Linked DNA regions of Zea mays: region 2 is linked to region 1. The links are chromatin contacts, called in public Hi-C maps. All regions are on one chromosome and are shown on one strand. Each heading gives the region's core, a stretch centred on a gene start, on an enhancer-like site or on the middle of the called end of the contact. The rest is flanking DNA. Distances are from core to core; before and after follow the strand shown. Region 1 holds the start of LOC100217183. Region 2 holds the start of LOC100272895 (putative thioredoxin superfamily protein).

Region 1 (5,466 bases), core at 1,647-4,146:
AATCCATAAACGGATTAAATCCATGGTAGAATTTTATCCCATGTAACCGAACAAGGCCTAACAGATAACGAGTACTCACTCTCCGCTCTAAACAAGAAGATTTTTTTTAAATAAATACTATTTTTATTATGGGGCAACTCTAAATCTATTTTACCCATGTTTTTTTATGGTTGCCCCTGCTCACGACTCTAACTCCATTTTACCCTGTTTTTTGAACTTTGCACTGATGTTCTTTTTTTTCGAAACGAAACCTCTCTTTGCCCCTATTACATTATAAGCTTATAGCGGTGTTAACTTGGTCCATATAAAATCGTTCATACCCTTGATTATCAATTGATTTACAAAATTTTAATTTAATAAATCTGAAAACATGAATTTGAAATATTTAAAGTATTTGAAATTTTGAATTTAAAATAATTGATTTTCAAAATTATGGTCGGATTTATGTCATACTTATACTTTAAATGTTTATATCAAAATGAGGCAAATTTAGAAAAAAAATTGATAATTAGAAAGACAATAGTGCAAGGGTTAACATCCTTCTATAGGTATGAGTCAACAATGTTATGTATTTATAGCGAAATAAGGGCAAGTGGAGTTTTTGTTTCAGAAAAGAGAGGCAATGATGCAAAGTTCAAAAAACAGAGGTAAAAAATGGAGTTAAGAGTCATGAACAGTTGCAACTATACAACTATCCAGTTTATTATATATCAAGATATTGTGTATATCTAAGTGTATATTAAAGATAGTTGTGTACCTAAAAAAGCTACAACATCTTATATGATTTAAAATGGAGGGATACATATGAAGGTGTTATGCAAAGATGGAAAATGTTGACAACGATGGAGAAGTATATAAAATAGTTTTTTAAATGTTTAGAGTATACCTTCGTCATTTTTAAGTGTTGTTGTCACATACCGAGCAATTAAATGCAGCTAACTTTAACTACATATATACAAGAGATTATACGTTAGATTAATTATTATATGTAACTGAAGTCAATCATAAGCGGAGAAAGAAAAGAAGCTATCAATATTTTTCTATGTTATACGATGTTTTGACTTTTTGGTATATTAATTTTGTTATGTATCTAGATAGAACGTATATCTATAACATAGCAAAAATCTATATAGAAGAAAAGTAAAATAATTTACAATTTAGAATAGAGGAGTATTCAATTATAGTATATGAGTAGGGTCGCAAACGAGTTGGATACAAATGGATATTGACAATATTATATTTGTTTTTATAGATTTATTTGGATTCTGATTCAAATATCTATAGTACCAGTTATGTCGGGTAGTGTACAAATTGGACTTGAATAAAATCGGAAAAAAGTATTCGTACTATTTGCACCATTATATACAACATTAGATGAAATATTAAACCTCACCTTTTCCTCTCTCGGTTCTAGATCATCCAAATGATCTTGAGAGTACACGACCCCAGCAACCGCAGCATTATTGACCTACAAATACAAGCGCACCACTGTTGATCACCGGCGGCACGTACCGTCAAGCTTTCGAGACGCCGGAAAGACGACGACTTACCAGGATATCCAACTTCCCGAATCGGGCCTTCAAGAAGTTGGCCAACCGAGCGATGCTGGAAGCATCCGTGATATCCAGCTGGTGAGAAAGAACATCGGAGAGAGCTAGCCCTTGGAGATTGCCGACGGCTTTCGCGCCTAGCTCCTCGTCCACTGCTGTCAAGACGACGGTGACGCCATTGCCAGCCAGCTGCCGGCACACCTCTAGCCCGATACCTCTGTTCGCGCCGGTAACCACGGCAATTCTGCTAAAGCACCGACCACAACGGCACTGAGCCTTGTGTTATTGTAGTTTTGAGTAAGATGTACCCTAGATCATTCAAATTGGAGTCTTAAGGGCATGTTTGGAAGCTAGAGGATTAGAGGGACTAGAATCCGTTGCTATTCAAAATTGGACAGAAAGGGTATTCTATCCCCTCTAAACCCTTGGCATACAGTAGGAGATTAGGGCTAATTTGGTGACTAGGAAAATGAATGGGCCGGCATCCATAGTGAAGGGATTCCCTTGCTAATCAATTTTGAATAGCGGGATTCTTCCTCCACGGATCCCCTCTATTTATGTGATCACCAAACCAATACTTAGTTTTGTTTGGGTACTCTAGTATTGACCCCAATACACATGTGTTGAGGTGGATTGGAGTGTATATTAGTTTAAGTTACACTCCAATCCATCTCAATACATATGGATCAGAGTCAATACTAGAGTATCCAAACTAGACATTAGAGGGGTTAAAATCTCCTTAAGTCTTTGTTTGGATACTCTAGTATTCACATCATTCCACATGTATTTATGTGGATTGAGGTATGAATTAAACTAATTTATACCTAAATTCACCCCAATACATGTAAATTGGGTTGAATACTAGACTATCCAATCAAGGTATGGATAACAAGGTGATTTTAGTCACTCCAATCTCCTCCATTCTTCTAACTCCCAAACAAGCATCAAGGAATTTGGTCCAATCCCCCTCAATAACTTGAAACCTTGTGTTACAATTTAAATAGGAGATGATTTAATTCATTTCAATAACTCTCAATACACTTCTAATTGAACAAGCACTAAAACTTAAAAAAATTGATCCTTATTTAAGCTTGAAGGGACTTATTAATTGTAGGTTTATTCTAGATTCGTCTAGATCCAGAGGCAAGCAGCTCGAGCATGGGAGAGCGACAACGTGGCATGGGAGAGGGTGAAGGCAACCTCGAGAGCGGGAGGCCGGAGGCCAGTGTCGGGAACGTACCTTGTGTTGCGAGGAAGGGAGATAGCGCCTTCCATGAGCGTGCACTGCGAGCTCGTCGACATTGACCGACGACGATATATTTGGGAAGTTGGGAGGTTGGCAGTGTCAATCAGTCGACCATCACGGGAACTATGACGAACTGTAGAACACTAGAACGTGATTCATGCCGACAGCTCCGTGCCTTGTTTGTGTGGTCTCAGTTCACTAGACTGTCTACCAACTTGTGTGGTCTCAGTTCACTAGACTGTCTACCAACCGTCATCGGATTGACGATTGCGAAAATCTCTACCTCGGATTAGCCCAAGTTCACAGCTCCGTGCCCATCTCGTACTGTTTTCGGAAACGCTGGATCCCGGAGTCCTGGTAATCTGGGTCCCATAGGCCATAACTGATGATCAATCAATTCATGTACGGCTGTCGGCTACCACATATGCGCAGACATACCGCAATGTGTAAATATATTTATTATAAAGGCCATTTCCAGCTAACTTTTTGTCTCGCTTTTTATTTTAAATTCTACCTTATGTACTTTATAAATAGTACAATCTATAATATAAAATAGTATTTTACATGATTATATATCTGTTGGCCACGATCTAATACCTGAAATAACCTTATGAAGCACCTTGCTGCAACGTAGTATAGGAATGATTGAAACAAACTAAATCACATATTGCACCATCCAAAAACAAGCTATGGCAACATAGAGAACATTTCTCGATCTACACCTCCATCTCGGTCAAAACAAAACAATACCATCCATAGAAGCCATTGCAACAAAAGCAATCAATTATTGAAACATCTAGTAATAGTTGGTAGAAAATAAAAAACACACACATAGAGATGCACATCTCTGCGCTTTGATAAAAACATATCAAAAATCCACTTGTTATGTAGGGCAACATCTAAAAAGCTCATGACAACAAATTCGGCCTAATATCCGAGCATCTAGTTAGAGTTGCTACAAAGCAAGAGTAAAATATATAAGCGGTCCCTAAACTTGTAGCGTTGTATCATCCTGGGCCCTAAACTCATAAAGTGCACATATAGATATCTAAACTTGGGAAGATGTATTCGTTCCAGTTTCTAAATTCTTAACATGCATATTCTGGTCCCTATACTTTTATGGTTGTGTTATCTGCGTTTATAAATTTATTTTTGGTGCTACCACAGATCCAAATAATTTAGACCGCTTTATTAGTACTTGCCCTAGGTTTTGTCTTGTGATTAGAAGTGATGATATACACCCTTAAACCTTGTTGCTTGCATGCACCATTGTATTTATATCAAAGTGGAGTTGTAAGTCTTACGAGATCGCACCAATTGTGTTTATGGTGTGATCACCACAATATATTAGAGGAAAAAAGGTCCGCTGCGTTTCAGCTGAAAACTCGATAGTTGAGATGGTGGTAGGCATTTGATAGGGACCAACACTGGAGCAGCACTTAAGCATGAAGAAGATCGATACTATCTGTAACACCCTAAATTTGGGGGTATAAAAATTCTTTCTAATTTACCAATCAAATTCAGGTGTTACTCTTCTCTCTCTCTAGTTCCTCTCTCTCTCTCTCTTGGTTAGGGTTAGCTTAATTAGGGAGAGTTATTTATTTTATTTTGTCCAAAACATTATGAGTCATGAAATGTTGCATCATGTTGAACTTTAAATATTCTTTGAATTGTTGCACATGTTTGATTTGGTTTGAATTTGAATTGAAAACCCTAGAGAAAATAAATAGAAAAGGCATTAGAAATTCCCTGAAAATAGAAAAAACCCATTTCAGCCCAGTCGACCCAGCAGGCCCAGCCTCGCGCCCGCGCGCCCTTGGTGTCTCATAGGGGGGTCCCGCCTGTCGGCGTCAGCCCGCGCGCTCCCTCTCTCCCTCCTGTTGCCCCGTGGGCCAGTCCTGTCGACACCTTTCTTCGCGCCTACATGCCCGCTCTCTCTCTCTGTTCCGCGGAGCCCACCTGTCAGCCCGTCCCCAACCTCCCACCCACGTCCCTCGCCGTGGACGCGCCCACGACCGCGCGTTCTCCGGCCACCTCCGCACGTCCTCGCCTCTTTTGAGCCCCGCGCTCCGCTCGCCTACTTTCCCCCGCTCACTTGCGCCCTCAGCCAAACCCTCTCGCCCCCTCTCTCGCTCTGCGCACGCAACCAGGAAGCTCCACCGCCGCTCACCGAAGACCGTCATCCGTTCTGCGACCGCCGTCGATCCCGTGCCCCGTCTCTTGCCTCGTTGAGTTCCGCCTCGCCGTCAGCTACTCGGGACGCCCTTCGATTTGCCTTTTCCCTCCCTGGTTTGTCCGGTGCGCGCTCACCAGAGCGTTTCTTGCGCAGCCGGAGCTCCGGAGCTTGCCGCCGTCGACCCGAGGCTCTACCGCACCCCCGTCGTTCCTCAAGCGCTCCGGAGTTCGCACTCGAGGTGAGCAACCTTCCCATGCCTTTATTTCGCCAAGTATCGCCCCATTGCCCGCGCAATTCCTCGCCGGAGTTGATCCGCGCCGTCGTTAGCCCGCCTCACCGTGTTCTGCATCCTCTGGTGCTCTCGCGCCGTCGTGGTACCCACGGTCGAGTTTGCCATGTCGCCCTAAACGCGCTCGAGCTATTCCCCAAGCCCCTAGAGCCCCGCCATGGCCGTCCCCCTCGTCTCCGGCGAGACCGAGCGGCGCCACCGCACC
Region 2 (5,469 bases), core at 52-2,551, 250 kb after region 1:
GTACAACCCAGGTGAGTGAATAACCTCTTGAAAGAAAATATGACTGGCAATGGCATGTATTGCAATGAAAAAGTTGTGGTGGCCGCTGAACTAACTTGGCTGTTGATGTAATGCAGGAGGAAAGCTGCCTATAACTTGGTATCCTGAATCCTTTACTGCTATTCCCATGACTGATATGAACATGAGAGCTGATCCTTCACGAGGCTACCCTGGGAGAACATATCGATTTTACACTGGAGATGTAGTGTATGGCTTTGGATATGGTTTAAGTTACTCCAAATATTCATATAGCATCTCCTCGGCTCCGAAGAAGATCACCGTGTCGCGTTCATCCGATTTGGGCATTATCAGCAGAAAGCCTGCATACACAAGGAGGGATGGACTAGGCTCTGTGAAAACTGAAGATATCGCTTCATGTGAAGCTCTGGTTTTCTCTGTTCACGTCGCTGTTTCGAATCATGGTAGCATGGATGGGAGTCATGCTGTTCTTCTGTTCGCGAGATCGAAATCAAGCGTCCCGGGCTTTCCTATAAAACAGCTGGTTGGCTTTGAGAGTGTCCACACGGCGGCTGGCAGTGCATCCAATGTGGAGATTACTGTTGACCCCTGCAAGCAAATGAGCGCAGCCAATCCTGAAGGCAAAAGGGTACTTCTGTTGGGTGCCCATGTTCTAACGGTGGGTGATGAAGAGTTCGAATTATCCATTGAACTCTGACAGGGATGTGCCAAGTCCTACCATTTTATGGAGTTCAAAGTTGGGAATAATCTGATGAAACTTGTAAAGAAACACGTTGTAAAGATTCATTATTGAGCTGGATGCGTGTACGGTAAACATGCTGTGACCTGTGAAGATTCATCATTTGAGTTGGGTGCTAGTACAATTGCAGCCATTTTGCGGTATAAACTGCCGAAAAATACATCCAGCACACTACTCTGAATCGTATAGATAGATTTAATTAAAAGGTTGGAACAAACAGCACACTACTGCCAGAAATAAAAAGGGTACATGACCACCCAAAGATGTGCCGGTATCATCTGCCAGAAACTCGGAACAATTCGAGGCGTTTTGTCGTGTCATACACTCATTGTCAAGTTAACGTGGCGAGGTGGCGCCGACGCGCCGCGCCGCACCGCACCGCACCAGAGTCACACAGGGGAACTGCGAACTGGATCCAAAATTCGGAACTACCAGTGGCAGACTGGCAGTACAGGCTACCAGCCCACATGCTTTTCTTTCCCTCCCGTTCCCCGTCTGTCTCCCTCTCGTCGCATCGCGCACCGCTTCCCCAGTTCCCCCAGCTCCCCCCACCTTCCGTTGCCTTCTCGAACTCAACCCCCGCCCCCGTCGCGGATCGTCATGGCCGCCGGCCTCGCCTTCCCCGTCGCCTCCTTTCCACTCGCCTGCGTCTCCTCACCTCCCCACCCCGGGCACCGCATCTGCTGCGCGATCCCGTCGTCGTCCTCGCGCCGCACCGTCAAATCCTCGCCGCTCCGCGCGACTACCGTCCTCTCCAGGGAACGACGGGGCACGGGCCGTGGCGCGTCCGTAGTGTGCGCTGTCCAAGGCCAGGACACGACCATCCAAGGTACCCGGGTGACGTGTGTATGTGGATTCGTCCGTACGTAGAATTGTATAAATTGTTCATAGATTTGGTCCTTTGGAGGGGGCTGCAGATTTGGTTCTAGGAATCAACAAGTAGGATAGGATCGTATCGTAGGAGGATGCTGTGTCGTTTAGGTTGCGTGGTCTCCTCTACGTAGCCGACTGTTCGCTGGAATTAGCTAGGGAGGCAAAGGTTACGACACCAAGGGCGCAGCTGCGCAGCATTCTGGATGTGAGGTTCTTGTTTTTTCTAGCAACTCCACACAAGCAGCTGTTGACGTGTGTGCTTCTAGCTCTTTGTGAATATCTACCTTAAGTGACTTCAGACCATCTAAAAGAGACTAGCTAAATGACTCGCCAATCCAAATTTTATCTACTCAAAAGCAAAACAACTCTTCAACATCTAACCCGTCAAGCTATCTGACTTTTCAAATTGGCTTCCTCACTAGTCCAACGTGTGTGCTTCTAGCTCTTTATTGCTGCCAAAGCACGCAATCTTTCCCTATGTAATCCGTCTATTGGTGTAACCGTTTAGGGCTTATTCAGTTAGGGGTGGATTAAAGGTGATTGGAGGGGGATTAAATCTCTTCCTAGTCAAAACTGAATAGAAATGGATTTAATCCCCTACATTTTCCTTGCAACCGAACAAGGTTTTAAGTGGCATTTCTTTTAGATGCACTCAATGAAAATCAGGTGGGAAGTCTCCCTCACCTCCGCAGACCTGTCCAAAACAAAACACCTTTTAGTGCAACCAGGGATTCATGCATGTGCATTGGTGACTTGCTTTATCACTTGTTTGGTTAACCCCCTCTTCCAGGAGAACTCGAGGGAACAAGGGGCAGGGCATATTCTGATATTCGGTTGCAAGAGATTAAATCCCACCCAGGAAGAGATCAAACTATGGGTATCTGCTTTCTATGCAGAGTAAACTTGCAGCCAATCTTATCAGAAAATGCGGACCAACCTTCTCCTCTGTATGCAGTCCTATAGATTTCAGGCAGGATTGGTTCCATGACTCTAGAGAAGTGGCTCGATTCCAGACGGCAGTGAGGAGGTTTCGCGGAGACAGGAGAAGTGGTCTAACTAAACACGTTTGGAGAAGTGGGCTAACTGAACTGTATTTTAGGGAGGAACAGGATTGAATCTAGGCTATGATTGATCCACAACTGAACAAGGCCTAAGGGATTTAATCCCCTCAATCACTTTTAATCCTCTTCAATCCCCAGCAAACCGATCAAGCCCTTAGGTATGTATCACAATTTCTAATATTGTCGAATAGGGCTGCTATGATCGAAATATGGAAGTATACAACTTTGGAGGTGGGGGTGATATAGAAGTCCTGACTTATTCTGTATTAGTTAAATACTTAAATGTATAGATTCATTTATGACTCATGTGGGTCATGTACCCCTTTTTATTTCATCGATTTGGTATGGTGGCGTGTAACACCCTTTGGTTTGATGAGGATGTATCACATCACATTGTTAATCCCTGGGATAACTGAATGCATTTCCTATTAGTCCCTTTAGTGTGGTTGCTTTATACATAACATAATTATCTTGAAGTTTAAAATAAAAGTTGTTTGCTAAAATGAAATTTGCAAAGATTAAAACCAGCAATGCTTGTTTCTTAGCCATGATTAATAATAGCTTAGGAGATTGCTTCTTGTTCTTTTAATAACTATCAATTTTGACAGTTGCAACATGCTTTTTGCACAAATCAAGGCATATTTGAACTGTTCAGATGTATCATATTGGGATCGACATATCATGCTGGGTTCAATTGTACATTATTGTGTTTCCTTGGAATGATCAAGCACACGGGTATCTACTATCTAGTACTTGTGTTGCATTCAAAATGACAACCTTTATGTTGATGTACTCTTTTATTGCTGAGAAAGCACCAAAACACCCAGTTCTCCTATGTGCATCCAGAGATCCATGCATGTGCATGGGTGACTATGACTTGCTTTATTATGGTATAATAGTATAATTAGCAACATGTTTTTTGGCACAAAGTGAGGCATATTCTAACTTATTGGATGCATTTTCTCCTTACTTCTAGCACCTTCATTTATACATCCATCTTCTTATGTCCTGACATTTGGTTTACCATGTTTGTCAAATCATTATTTTAAATCAATGTGCTTCAGTTACCCTCATTTATACATCCATCTCCTTATGTTCCGACATTTGGTTTAGCATGATTGTCAAATCATTAATTCGAATCAATGTGCTTCAAGTAAACTATTTTCCTTTTAGAGCATAATTCCCCTGAAACTAAAGTTTTTCTTTACAAAAAGAAGACTCCTTTGCAATTTCGCGTGGCATTCGAAGTAATGTTGGTTAAGAATGGAAAAACCTGGGCATACCTAAATCATTATATTGCTCTGCATAAAACTTAATGTTGCACTGGTACAAATTGTCCCTTTAAACTGTATTGTTAGTAGTAGTATTTCGTAGAAAACAAAATCTAATCGAGAAAATTATCTCTCCCATTCAATCGCACCTGAAACTCTTTTATCATTGTTGTAATATCTTGAGATTCCTTCCTTTGTTGTTGATACTATACCTATGGATCAATCAATTGCTACTCTAATTTTTGAACTGCTCAATTGCAGTCCCAGATGTGACAAAGTCAACATGGCAATCACTCGTGATCGAGAGCGAGCTTCCTGTCCTGGTTGAGTTCTCGGCGGCATGGTGCGGGCCATGCAAGATGATAGAACCAGTTGTTGGCAAGCTCTCGAAGGACTACGAGGGGAAGCTGAAATGCTACAAGCTAAACACAGATGAGAGCCCGGACATCGCAAGCCAGTACGGGGTCCGGAGCATCCCCACCACGATGATCTTCAAGGATGGCGAGAAGAAGGATTCGGTTATCGGGGCCGTGCCAGAGAGCACACTGGTCACATGCATCGAGAAATTTGTCGAGAGGTAGAATGCGTAGTGGATCTCTTGAGCGGTTTCCTTTAAATCAAAAGGTCATTTCGAGACCACTTGGGCCATACAGAACAATTCTATAACTGCCTCTAGATGATGGGATTATATGTATATTATATACTCTGTTATTATTGTTTGAAGAAAGCGGCATGAAATTTGTGTCCACCCCAGCCTTGGTTTTGTTTTCTTATTCTTTAGAGGCTCTGAACTGTGTAACGTGGACGACCGAGAACCTCGTTCTATTCTTCTCATAATATATAAGAATGCACACATGAAACATCATTCCTTATGGCCATCTCCAATAATATGCTTGAGATATACATCTTGTTTCCGATATTCATCTGATTATTATGTACCACACGTGAGCCTGAACTAGGGATCGTGTTGCATCCAGAATGGCAACACGTATACTCGACGGCTGCATGTAAGGATGGGGCCTCTTGTTCGTACTGCAGAATTTCTTCGTTACGCCAATTATCAAGACCAATTACAGCAGAATCTCTATCTCACTCTTTATTTTAAACTCTACTCTATAAACCATACAATTTACAATATAAAACAGTACTTTACACTTCCTTTACACGCCTTGCTCTGAGGACCGCAGGGAGTGAGTCAGGCAAGAACCATCGACCAGTGGGTCCATTCCGTGATCCGGCAGATTCTGCAGAACAGCGGGCGGTCTGTGTGTCTGGATCTGCGATCGGTAGTCCTCTAGATTCAATGCGGGCCTAATCTGAGTACTGATTGCCCCAACCCGACTGGTGTGGTACGTACTGACCTGTGGAGGGATTATTAAAAAAAACACGCGCTGCCGGTGGGTGCTAAACGTGCGTCGGCGCCAGGATCAGGATTTGGATCACATGACTGAACTCCAGCCTTCCACCGTCGCTGGCAGTGGCAGTGGCAGTGGCGCTGTGGCAGGTG

What was found. Hi-C and Micro-C count contacts between places; a contact is called where the count stands out from the background.
Region 2: a contact with region 1 is called in a Hi-C map of bundle sheath, with 2.2 times the contacts expected there. The contact joins the promoter of LOC100272895 here to the promoter of LOC100217183 in region 1. A contact is called at or near these places in 2 of 25 Hi-C or Micro-C datasets (bundle sheath and leaf).

Annotation. Positions count from the first base shown.
Region 1 is chr2:24,670,499-24,675,964 of Zm-B73-REFERENCE-NAM-5.0, forward strand. LOC100217183 reads right to left here and starts at 2,897. Exons shown (of 5, transcript NM_001143543.1): 1 at 2,791-2,897; 2 at 1,551-1,794; 3 at 1,394-1,468. The coding sequence starts at 2,852.
Region 2 is chr2:24,919,273-24,924,741 of Zm-B73-REFERENCE-NAM-5.0, forward strand. LOC100272895 (putative thioredoxin superfamily protein) reads left to right here and starts at 1,302. Exons shown (of 2, transcript NM_001147348.2): 1 at 1,302-1,586; 2 at 4,224-4,826. The coding sequence starts at 1,358. The coding sequence ends at 4,543. It overlaps LOC100381616, which reads left to right. Exons shown (of 6, transcript NM_001174434.1): 5 at 1-11; 6 at 117-889. The coding sequence ends at 715.